Linked DNA regions of Danio rerio: region 1 is linked to region 2. A link is a contact called in public Micro-C data. All regions are on one chromosome and are shown on one strand. Each heading gives the region's core, a stretch centred on a gene start, on an enhancer-like site or on the middle of the called end of the contact. The rest is flanking DNA. Distances are from core to core; before and after follow the strand shown.

Region 1 (6,419 bases), core at 2,706-5,205, 270 kb before region 2:
TAGCAAATTTCCTTGATTATTACACCAGAATAGTTTAGTTCCTAGCCATATCAGCCAAAAAAATAACAACTTCTCATTTTACATCAGTCCTAGGACACAATGTAACTGAGCAATTCCATGCAAATGTCAACCTTACCATGAAAAAAATTCAATTTTAGTCAAAATAGCAAAACTGCTTCTGCATTTTTTGTATAGGCTGGTATTTTACAGTACTTTAAAATTACTCAAAATTGTTTTTTTTTCAGTGTTTTCAAACAATTACATTTGATTTACCAAAGTCACACAAGTGGCAATTTCACATCCGTCACATCCATAACAGAAAGATGTCACATCCATAACGACTATTTTCCCTCATAAATGCAAAATTGTAAATTCAAATAAAAGCAATCATGTTTGTTCTATAAAGAGCCAACTCTTATCCTTTTGATTAGCACTGTTTCTTTTGGATTGTACAGTTAAATTCACAGAATTTCTACAAAGCATGTTGTATACTGTAAACTTGCAGACTTTTTTGTCACATCCATAACACATGTTTTTTTCTCTCATTTAAAATATAAAAAATGTTTACAGATTGATATTTTTCTGCTCCCACAACTCTGTGGCTAGTTGTTTTGAAAAATATAAAGAGATGTTTTAATATAATGCTATATTGTTATATAATGTTATATAATGTAGGGTCTGTCTGCGGACTGCATGATTTTGGTGTAAAATAAAGGTGGCATAGACGGCAAGATGGCACTTTACATTAGTTATTATCGTCTACACCTAGTCCACAGCTAAATCCAACCATCATAGATATTAACGTCTACACCTACCCCAAACCTAAACCCAACCATCACAGTTATTAACATCTACACCTACTTCATCCCTAAACCCAACCATCACAGTTATTAACGTCTACACCTACTCTAACCCTTAACCCAACCATCACAGTTATTAATGTCTACACCTACTCTAACCCTTAACCCAACCATAACAGTTATTAACGTCTACACCTACTATAAACTTTAACCCAACCATCACAGTTATTAACGTCTACACCTACTCTAACCCTTAACCCAACCATCACAGTTATTAATGTCTACACCTACTCTAACTCTTAACCCAACCATCACAGTTATTAACATCTACACCTACTCTAACCCTTAACCCAACCATCACTGTTATTAACGTCTACACCTACTCTAACCCTTAACCCAACCATCACAGTTATTAACATCTACACCTACTCCACACCTAAACCCAACCATCACAGTTATTAACATCTACACCTACTCTAACCCTTAACCCAACCATCACAGTTATTAACATCTACACCTACTCCACACCTAAACCCAACCATCACAGTTATTAACATCTATACCTACTCCAAACCTAAACCCAACCATCACAGTTATTAACATCTACACCTACTCCAAACCTAAACCCAACCATCACAGTTAGTAACATCTACACCTACTCCAAACCTAAACCCAACCAACACAGTTATTAACGTCTACACCTACTCCAAACCTAAACCCAACCATCACAGTTATTAACATCTACACCTACTCCAAACCTAAACCCAACCATCACAGTTATTAACATCTACACCTACTCCAAACCTAAACCCAACCATCACAGTTATTAACATCTACACCTACTCCAAACCTAAACCCAACCATCACAGTTATTAACATCTACACCTACTCCATCCCTTAACCCAACCATCACAGTTATTAACGTCTACACCTACTCCAAACCTAAACCCAACCAACACAGTTATTAACGTCTACACCTACTCCATCCCTTAACCCAACCATCACAGTTATTAACGTCTACACCTACTGTAATCCTAAACCCAACCATCATAATTTTAAACGTACAGATGTGAGCTGTAAGCCTTGGTGCATTCACCATTGTACATCATTGTACGACGCAGAGTAGGATAACTGTCATGACAAAATGGATGAACAAGGCAACGAGTGGAGTTGCATGGTGGAGTTGCTAAATGAATGTATATAATAATAATATATCAATTTAACAGGTTGTGGATAAATAAGGGAAAAAAAAACTCATGAAAACATTTGATGAAAATCTTGCCATCTTTCCACCAGCAAGATCCCATTGTGACATCTCGCATGGTTCAATAGGATCTTGATAGTTGCGCCTAACATACGGTCTAACGTACCCTAAACTTATGCCCCTGTCTTGCAGTCCACAGACAGATACACTTGGAATATTCAAGCTGCTAATGGTCTTATCTGGTGACCTGGTGATAGGCTGAATAGATTCAGAAACTCTAGACTTGTAAAAGTGGAGTGTTCCTATAACAAATCAACTGCCAACAAACATTAAAAACTTTTTTTTATCCAAAATCATTCAGAAATGACAATTCTGAAATCCTCTTTCTCCAAGGTGAAAAAATAAATCCCACGTTTCTTGCATTATAAATTCATCTACTTTAAGGTGCATGTCTGCTGTGCAGCATCATGTCGAAGGCAACAATTAAAACTCTCAATGCCAGCAAAATCCATCTAAATTCTATAAATAATCAATAATATATCTGCTGATTATATATTTTTGGGTGAGTAGCGACAACTTTAAAATAAAGAATTGATTAGCTAATACCAATATAGTAACCAAACTATTGTGCATCACCAAAATGAATAAAATTAATAGTGTTACTCACTTCATTGACTGAATTAGGCCAAAGCGGGTGAGCAGCAGATCACAGTATAACTCAAGGATTTCCATGGCCTCGACCAAATAATCCTCTCTGATGATGTGCTCGACTCGGATCCTCGCACGCTCATCTTTGCCTGCTGACAAGTAGTCTGCAATTTCCTTGCGAGCCTTCTGGGCCAACTCGGCTAAAATCAGATCAAATTCCTTCAATTAGCTCACTTTTGAAAGCTTTTACGTTTTTAACTATGTGGTGGACAACCCAAACTTACTTTTCTTCTTCTCCAGAAGTTTAAGGCGGTTTATGACCAGCCTGAGATTGACACGAAGTCTCTCGGATTTGAACCCTCCACCGAGCATGATGGAGCTCTGTTTATGAATAACAAAAGCCTGATATCTTTATCAGATAAAACAAAAACATCCAACTGAATATAGGTCATATAGGTATATTTATTAATAACACTGGATATTTATTGATGTTGGAGATTTGTGTTGGAGATACGCCACCTGCTTGGTGAGTGACGTCACTGCTACATCAATAGAACACTATTATGAGACACCTGATTCATTATAGCTACACCCAACGAAGAGGGTAATATAAAAACGGTATGAATTATAAAAGTAGTCTATAATGTCGCCAACAGCAAAAAGCAGTAGCAGTACAATAATATCTGATCCAAATACACTGGTTCTGTACTGAATGACTCATATTCCACGATATTTACATACAGTACTACTAAATTCTACCATCTAAGATTACTACACAAAATATATGGATATATATGGATATATGGATACTACAAAAATATATATGGATATACTTTTTCATCGGTTTCACTAGTATTTCTTCAGAAATATTTGTACATTCGATCATCTTGTTGACTGATGCTGACTGTTTGACAAAACAAAACACAACCGAGAGCTAACGTTACAGTAGCTGACAAACACCAATTAAAATATTGTTTAGATGTTTTTAAATTGAATAATCTATACTGGACTCTTAATTTTATAATAATAAAACCCGTTTTGGAGTTTTCTGATTGTTCAAACCAGGAAGAGACTTGGACTAGCGGCTAACTTAGAGGAGCTAATTCTCGGAAGTAAACAAAAACCACAAACAACAAGCATTCATAAAAAGTTCGTGAATGCCTAGCTGTACAAAACGCACAAGAAACGTGATATTTACATGTGAATTCCTCCTCAGACGTTGGCGAACGGTCGGTTTCGATCAGGTTGGTTGGGCGACTTCTCACTTAGCATTCACTTCCGTGTTGGATGTGACTTCATTCATGACGCTCCACGTCACATGATTGCCGGTGAATGAAGGGAAACCCCCGTCACTCGGGTGGGCAAATCACATGTCTTCGGTGACGTGATGTTTATGATATTTAGGTAGACGATCAGGTGAACGAAAAACACCTCCACCAGTCACTACTCCAAAAATAAGCAAGTTTTTCTTTCGTCAGAATAAAGGCTAAGACTGTTGTACTAAAACAGAACACTTTACATTATAAAAAATAAGTTAGTGACGTAACGTAAACTTAATAGATAAAAAATAGCTTATATGTATATTTCTGTAGACATAAATTGTCATGATTTTACTTCAGGTCTTGTTTTATATCGAGCACGTCATCATGATTGTTTGTATCGAGACTATTTTATTGAGCCATGCTGTGGAGTAGCACAGTACCTGCGTGAGTCGTTATATATCCATAAACAGAGAAGAAGTAGCTCCGGCAACAATGTTCCTCCGCAAGAAGCATGCAGATGCAATTTTATGTATTAACCGCTAGAGCGCATAAACCCATAATACACACTGCTGTTTCAAGATAACCACACACACCAAAGTAATAAAAAAACACTATGAAGTATTAATGCCAGAAATAATGAATTACACCACAATTTAAAGACATTTAAAGTGGTTATGAGAGTCATTCTATTTATATAAAATGTTTTCAGAGGCCTCGCCATATCTTTCCATCAATTCTCTATAGTTCTCTGTTGCAGTGATTGAGAGTTAATCTTAGCACCTGGAGCCTGGGAAACATGACTTTTTACATTGTTTTTGTTCTAAATGTTTGACACACAATATAATAATAACAATTCCTTATATTTAAATAGCACTTTTCTTGACACTCAAAATGCTTCACACAATTTGGAATCTCCTCATCCACTACCAGTGTGCAGCATCCACCTGGATGATGCAACGGCAGCCATATTGCACCAGATCGCCCATCAACTGATTGGTGGAGAGGAGATAGAGTGATACAGCCAATTATGGTATGGGAAGGTTAAGAGGCCATAAGAGACAGGACAGAGGCCAGTGGGCAGATTTGGCCAGGATGCCGGTGTTAAACCCCTACTCTTTTTTTGAAGGACATCCTTGGATTTTTAATGACCACAGAGAGTCAGGACCTTGGTTTAACGTCTCATTCGAAAGATGGCGCTCACTGAGCAGTATAGAGTATGTTATACAATTTAGCAGCATTTTACCTGACAACATTTGGCTTTAAAAAACAAAACAAACCATGATGGTCTAGATCAGGGGTGCCCAAACTCGGTCCTGAAGGGCCGGTGTCCTGCGAAGTTTAGATCCAACCCAATCAGACACACTAGCACTAGCTAATCAAACTCTCACTAGGCTTTCTGGAAACATCCTTGCAGGTGTGTAGAGGCTAGTTGGAGCAAAAATCTGCAGGGCCCTGTTTTTCAAAAGGTTTAACCTGGATAATATTGATCCAGATTTAGTAAACCTTTTATTGCAGTCTGTGATCATGTAATCCATTTCCCTTCTAGACAGTTTTTCAAAGCAACATTGAATTGGACCAATCTGATCCAGACAGGAACTTTTCAGGATCACTAAATCTGGATAACCAGTGCTCAAACAGGATAGGAAATCAGAATGTAGAACTTTAGATATGTAAAGAGCAACATGTAGAATAGAAAGTGTGGGCTCAATATAACTTTATCTTTATTTGAAATAAAATACACATTAAAAAATAAATAAATAACAAGAAAAATCCCACCCCAACCTCTTCTAACAGTCGCTAATCTGAGATCTACAACACAAACACTGTACATTGAAGATATTTATAACAAATTTCAAATATAGATGTATTGAATTTAAAAAAAGACTTGGTTAATTTCAAAAACTCCACAATAATTTCAGACTTTCTCAACTAATGTGGAGACCAGCTTGACTGAGCGTAGCCTTTAGGAGGCGAATCTCAAGTCTGGCCTTGGTTTGCTGCAGTTTTCAGAGTCAGTTGTTCCTCATCCAGACGAAGCTGTGCTTCTGCCTTTCAGTCTTGTTGAAAGTAATTTAAAAAATCAGCGATTGCCATTCTTTGCCTTGTTCGTAGCCTGACAGATGAACAAATACAATTAAAACCTTATGAATTCATTGGAGATCTAAGATACTGCATGATCCATATATAGTATTATTTGATACATTTCTAAAGTTTTCATTACATTTTAGCCATCAAGTCCACCCTTCTAAGTGATCCAAATCCTACAAAAAAGGTCAGAAAAACCCAATCTAAAGGTTTATCTGGATCAAAACGAAGATTGAATTACGTGATCTAATCCAATTATGTTATCGTTTTTTGAAAAAAAAAAAAACATTTTCAAGATTTGATCCAATCCGTTATCTAAAACCCTAGTGGATTACTTTTAAAAAACCAGGCCCTGGACACCGGCCTTTCAGGACTGAGTTTGGACACCCCTGGTCAAGATTAGGGGTTTCCAAACTTTTC
Region 2 (6,449 bases), core at 2,321-4,820:
GCTTGTGACACAGATTTCCGCGGAGCAGAATAACGCAAGAGCTCCCTCTGTTGTAAAGAGATAGGAACTGTACTCTCTGACATAATCCCAACATCCGTGCCATAATCCATGCCAGGTAGTAACTGATTACATATAATCTGGTTTATGTAATCTAATTCCAAAGTTAGGTAAACATAATTAGATAATATTGCACTTTAAAATGCTCTTTATCAGATTAGTTACATTTTATGGACTTTGTGATTTGATCTGTTTATTTATTAGTTCGTTCTATATAAATAAAAAATATATATATTTATAAAAGTATTCTTTGATTTTAATTTCAATCCTGGAGGAAGATGACCATGTAATGGCATTGCTTCTTTACATCATTCTTTACATTACATTCTTTACTTCTGCACTCTCTCTCTCTCTCTCTCTCTCTCTCTCTCTCTCTCTCTCTCTCTCTCTCTCTCTCAATTCAATTCAAAAATTGCTTTATTGGCATGACAATTGTTACAAATGTATTGCCAAAGCAGTTATAAAGTAACATACATGTATACAAAAAAAAAACAGTACACACCGTAAATAGTAGTAGCAAAAAAAAAAAAAAAAAAAAGATATTTATATATAATTAAATAAAATATCAACAATACATCATATTATTCAATATATCACATTAATATTCAATATATTATATTATTATATTATATCTATCTACATATATTTATTTGTGTTTCCTCTATGTGCTCTGGTATTCTGGTGATTTTTCCTATATCAGATTGCCGTACCTCCCATTCAAAAAGTTATTTTGATGATGCAATATTCTACCCATCAGATTTTGCTACCAGTGTAAATTTTAATGTGGAGTAGTGTAATATGAAGCTGTACTACCGCACTAATCCCTAACCCCAACCTCAGAACCATTCAAATACAGTGTTGGTATAGCATAATCTGATGGGTGAATGTCAGGACACCGGTTTCCACCACAGTCCAAAGACGTGCTATTGGTGAATTGAATAAGCTAAATTGGCCGTAGTGTATGAGTTTGTGTGTAAACGAGTGTGTATGGATGTTTCCCAGTACTGGGTTGCAGTTGGAAGGGCATTTGCTGTGCAAAACTTATGCTGGATGAGTTGGCGGTTCATTTCGCTGGGGCAACCCCTGATGAATAAAGGAACTAAGCTAAATGAAAATGAATGAATGAATAATTAAGTGTCAATACAAAGAATAATTTTATATAATAATAAATGTTAAAAAGTGTTTTAAGGTTAAAAAAAACATCTAAAAACTATCATAACCAATGCTTTTCAACTGCAACAAATCACTTAGAAATCATTCATGGTTTTATAAACTCACTCTCAGTTTTATTAATAAATATAAAAAACAGCAATTTAACAAGTGTTTTTTTCTTCTTCTGTCTTTCCTGCTGATTTAAATAACACAGCTTCATCCAGCATTCAGTAAATGAGAAATAAACCTTGTGTCATGCCTACATTTAGAACACAAAATTAATATCTCTTGGATTGGTCAAAGTGCAGCATGCACTGCACTTTAACCAATCCATACTAGAAACAATACTGCCTACCACTATGTGGACAACTATTCATTGTACATATCGCTGACAATTTTACATTGTCCTGTTTTTTTTTGGGAGTATGCTGTTGTATTTTGCATAATCGTTGTATTTGTACTGTCTGTATGTTGCACTGTCTGTATGTTGCACTGTCTGTATTTTGCACTGCCATTTTATTTGCACTGTCTGTATTTTGCACTGTCATTTTTTTTGCACTGTGTATTTTGCACTGTCGTTGTATTTGTACTGTTGTTGTATTTGCACTGTCTGTATTTTGCACTGTCGTTGTATTTGCACTGTCTGTATTTTGCACTGTCGTTGTATTTGCACTGTCTGTATTTTGCACTGTCGTTGTATTTGCACTGTCTGTATTTTGCACTGTCGTTGTATTTGCACTGTCGTTGTATTTGCACTGTCTGTATTTTGCACTGTCGTTGTATTTGCACTGTCTGTATTTTGCACTGTCTGGAGCCAGCACCTAAGCTTTCCACTCATCATAGCACATGTGCTGCTGCTGATGTGACTATAAAAGTGATTTGATTTGATTTGTAGAAGTAGCCCATCAAGTTCATTTAACAACACAAAAAAAGTTTTAAAAGCATGAAACATTTTTCATAATAAGATAATAAGATTGTTTTTTTTTTGAGAACTTTAATGCAGATTGTTGTACATTAAAAGTATTGTAATTATTTTTTGTTAGGTGATTTGGTAAATATTATAATTATTTGTTTGTTTATTTTACTTTACAGTGTTCTACTGAAAAACAAATAATTTCAAACTCTAATGCATTTTTCATAGAAAAAGAAAAATCACATATAATTCTTGTTAAAAGACAGCCACAATGTTACACACATACTGTAAAACTCAACAGTCAACTTTATCAAATGAAATGAGTGTAGTTAATTCAAAATTGACTGAAAGTTAATTCTACTCACTTGAAAAGAGTTTTGAATTTGTGTTAAATGTTATAAGTTAATTAAATACCTCATTACTTCAATTTAAATGGAGTAAGTTCACAGTACTCGCATATTATTTTTTAAACGGTTTGAGTTCTCTAAACTTATGTTTTACAGCACTCAGTTGGTTTGAGTTCCCTTTATCAGATTTTACTGTGCTCAAATTGATCTATTTACACAAATGGATTAAGTTCACAGTAATTATTATTATTAGTTTTTGAACGTAAATGGTTTGTTGCAATTTGTTTCCTAAATGGGTTGTGTTACCTTAATGTTTTGGGTGTTGCAGTTTACAGAAATAAATCTTCTGCGTAAGTAAATAAACATCTTTGTCTAAACGAAAAATAAAATTCAACAAATACCCCACTTTTAAAATTTGCTTTAGACTTCTTAAAATCATAAATAAATACAGATGCTCAACATTTAATTGAAATCAGCATGAATCACTTTCCATAATCTAGAGCAAAGATACCTAAACTAGGATATATCTATCTCTCAGAAAGGACAAATTTAGAAATTTGTTTAAATACTTTTGACATATTTTTTTTTATTACAACTCTAAATCTTACATTTAGTACGTTGTTAATCTTTTTATTAAAATGAGTAATTTTTTTATTTAAAAGTATTTTTGGAAAATACTCCAATTCTGGCTATTTTTAATTGACTATAAGTCATATATTTTGTCTTTAATGGGCATAAAATGCTATAAAATATTTTAAAATTCAAAAATCGCTTTTAGTGTATAACCTTATATAGTTTTCTTTCTTTCTTTCTTTCTTTCTTTCTTTCTTTCTTTCTTTCTTTCTTTCTTTCTTTCTTTCTTTCTTTCTTTCTTTCTTTCATTTATGTTTATTGTTTTTCTTTCTCTCTTCTTTAAAATGTATTATGCAGATTGTAACACCATCTCCGTATTTTTTTCTCATGTTCAAAGTTTCTGCAATCTATTGTTAACTGTTTTTGAAACTAATAAAAAAAATAAAATAAAATCTTTGCGCATGCCCAGTTTGAATTATTTGTAGTTTTTTGGTTATAAAATTTCAAGCAGAACTGCATTTCCCATTAGCCAGCGCAAGAGCTGTTTTCATCCGCGATTGGCTGATTCTAAAGGTGAAAGTTCAGCAGACATGTTTCTCAAGCCTATGCGGTAAACAACATAAGAGTTCACGGTTTTAGTAGTCACTATAGACGTGTAATGTCCCTCTAACTGTATAATGTAAGGAAGTTTCGGTTTATTTCAACGTTTGATTTAATCGGGTATATCCAAACAGAAGACGTGCATGTTATTAATCGCTAACCTTAAATTTGTCTGCGTTTGATAAGACCTGCTACATAACCACTATGACAGCTCTGTGAAAGCAGCGCCTGAAAGAGGTCAGGTTTAAGAGTGGTCTTTATTCTTGCATAGCATGTCTTAGACCCAAGCGAATCGATACATCGGTTTTTAACATGGCAGCGCTACTTCTGCAGCGTGGAAACACATGTTATAGCAAACGGTTTTGGTCGCTGTCGTCTCGTTTTAGCTGTTTTCAGAACAGTAGAAAGCTAATAAAGAGCAATGTGACGCCTTTAGTGATTCCAAAGACACGAGGGCTAAACTCAGGACACTTTCAGGTTGGTCATTTAAATATTTTGTTAACTAATTTACAGCAAAGAGGCCTGGCTTGTCATTGAGGTAAAGTTGGTTAGATAATTCACTATGATAACTTACTTTCAATATTCGGTATGAAATCAGTCGTAAATAAGATTTCAAAACATTATTATTACTATTTATTAGACTAAACAATGGTTACGTTGATAGTCATTGGCTGGGGACGTTCTAAAATGCTTAAAGTGAGAAAAAAAAAAAAACTTTATGTGGTTTAATGTACCTAAACATCAACTAAAAGAACCCAAATTTCTGTCAAACTTTACTTGTAATTAACCCTAGCTTCTGTAAAAACAACAAGTCCCAAATCCATAGATAAAGTAAAAAACATCACAATTGGGCATGGGCCTGTATAAGATTCTGACGGTACATGATAACCTTGGATAAAAATATCATAGTTTCACATTATTGTGTTTGCTTTTCTAAAAAATATATTTATTTAAATGTCTAGGTAAAAACAAAAACTTTTCCCCCTTTTTGAACACAATATATTTTATTTTAAGAAACATTAAAATCAACATATAAAATATTGGTAACACTTTATAAAAACTACTACACACTATAAATCATTTATTAAGCATTAGAATCTAGTGAATGCATCATCTGTTAAGCATCAACTCTACATTAATAAACGTTAGTAAGCAATTTATAACTGCAGCCACAAATACTCTATTCTTGGCTTACATGATTTATTTTTCATTACTAAATTAAGTATTGTATCATTTACAAACCATTTGTGTTTAAGAGTAATTGGAGGTTTTTAATATAATTCAGAATGAGTTATTAAATGATTAATAAACTATTCAAATTAACATTTATAATTCTTATTATTCAGACATGTATTAATGGTTACTATGTATGTTAATAAATACTTTATTAACTCAACTTCATGCAGTATTGTGACCTAATCTAAAGTGAGGACTATTTATGGTTTATAAATCCCTTATAAATAACAATTCAAGGCTCAGTTAAATTCTAAACAGGAAAAATGACATTAACGACATTATTAATTTCTATTTATTTAAAGATACATAAATGAAACTGTACTTCAAATAAAAAATACATTTTTGCAACCTTATCTAAAATAAAATCACTGTAGAGTTTAAACATTGCATCTTATTATATTGTTAAATTATTATATTGTTGTTGTTTATTTTTATCTAATTTTATTTTGTATTTTGACAGTCCTGTTATTTGGCAATGTTCAAACTTTACATTAATTTTACTTTTTAGATAAGATTGCAAAGATGATTGTTTATTTGATCTTGAGAGACCTGAAGATCTTTTCTGCTGGAAATACTGTTGTCCTAAAAAACTAAATAAAAGTTAATAAATCTTACTCATACCTTAGGAACGGGTATAACAGAAAATTTTGACTTTTTTGAAACCTTGACAAACCGCTATATATCTCAAAAATGGTTATTGTCTCATTCTTTATCACAATAAACATTTTCTCCCCATTGAAGTTTAGTATATGGTTAACATGGCTTAATGTATGTTAACAACAAGCTGAGAAAACCAGATTTCTAAAAAATTTTACTCTTGACAAACACTTTCTGTTGTCAAAAGAATGAGGTCTAATTTTAGTGACTGAAAATGTCACGTTATGCATTTTAAGTCTATTTTAAAATGAAAAAAAGCTTAACATGTACCTCAACAAGTGAAGCAAACCGAAAATCTATAAAATTTTTACTTGTGATTAACGCTGACTACTATCAAGGCCTGATTCCGTGGATAGAGTGAACAATGTCCCCATTTAAGTCCTTTATAAGAGCTTAATATTGTTTAATTTAACATCTGGAGATGATCAAATATCTATAAAAATATACTCATAAACACTTTCTGCTGTTAGAAGAACAAGCCTCTTATTTTAGTGTATCAAGTGAACAATATCACTTTAGGCATTCTCCATATAGAAGTCTTAACATGGCTTAACGTACCTTAACACTAATCAGAGAAACCTGAATTTCTGTCAACAACAACCGAGGGAAACCAAATGTTAAAAAGGCTGTCTATAAAATCAAATTTTATTTCTGATAGGCCTTGATTAACTCTAGCTGTCAGAAGAATGTGCGTGTGCATGTCATTGACATCCCCACAACAACATAGGGGGAAACACTTGGCACAATATTGTTCACTTTAGCTGTGGAAATTGGGCTCATACTTTTGCTAGTGGTTAGGATTAATCAAAAGTAAATTTTGATAGAAATTTGATTTTTCCACTTGTTGTTAAGCCTCATTAAGCCACATTTTTTTTCTTATAACAGACTTTAAAGGGGGAGAAAATGATTATTGT

The links. Hi-C and Micro-C count contacts between places; a contact is called where the count stands out from the background.
Region 1: a Micro-C map of caudal fin shows a contact between it and region 2, with 5 times the contacts expected there. The contact joins the promoter of ist1 here to the promoter of spg7 in region 2. A contact is called at or near these places in 5 of 18 Hi-C or Micro-C datasets (caudal fin, embryo and an unstated tissue) and 1 of 4 datasets of contacts at active chromatin or transcription factors (caudal fin).

Annotation. Positions count from the first base shown.
Region 1 is chr7:57,452,449-57,458,867 of GRCz12tu, reverse strand. ist1 (IST1 factor associated with ESCRT-III) reads right to left here and starts at 3,955. Exons shown (of 10, transcript NM_212585.2): 1 at 3,851-3,955; 2 at 2,937-3,033; 3 at 2,672-2,852. The coding sequence starts at 3,024.
Region 2 is chr7:57,177,263-57,183,711 of GRCz12tu, reverse strand. spg7 (SPG7 matrix AAA peptidase subunit, paraplegin) reads left to right here and starts at 3,570. Exons shown (of 17, transcript XM_001923083.8): 1 at 3,570-4,119. The coding sequence starts at 3,955.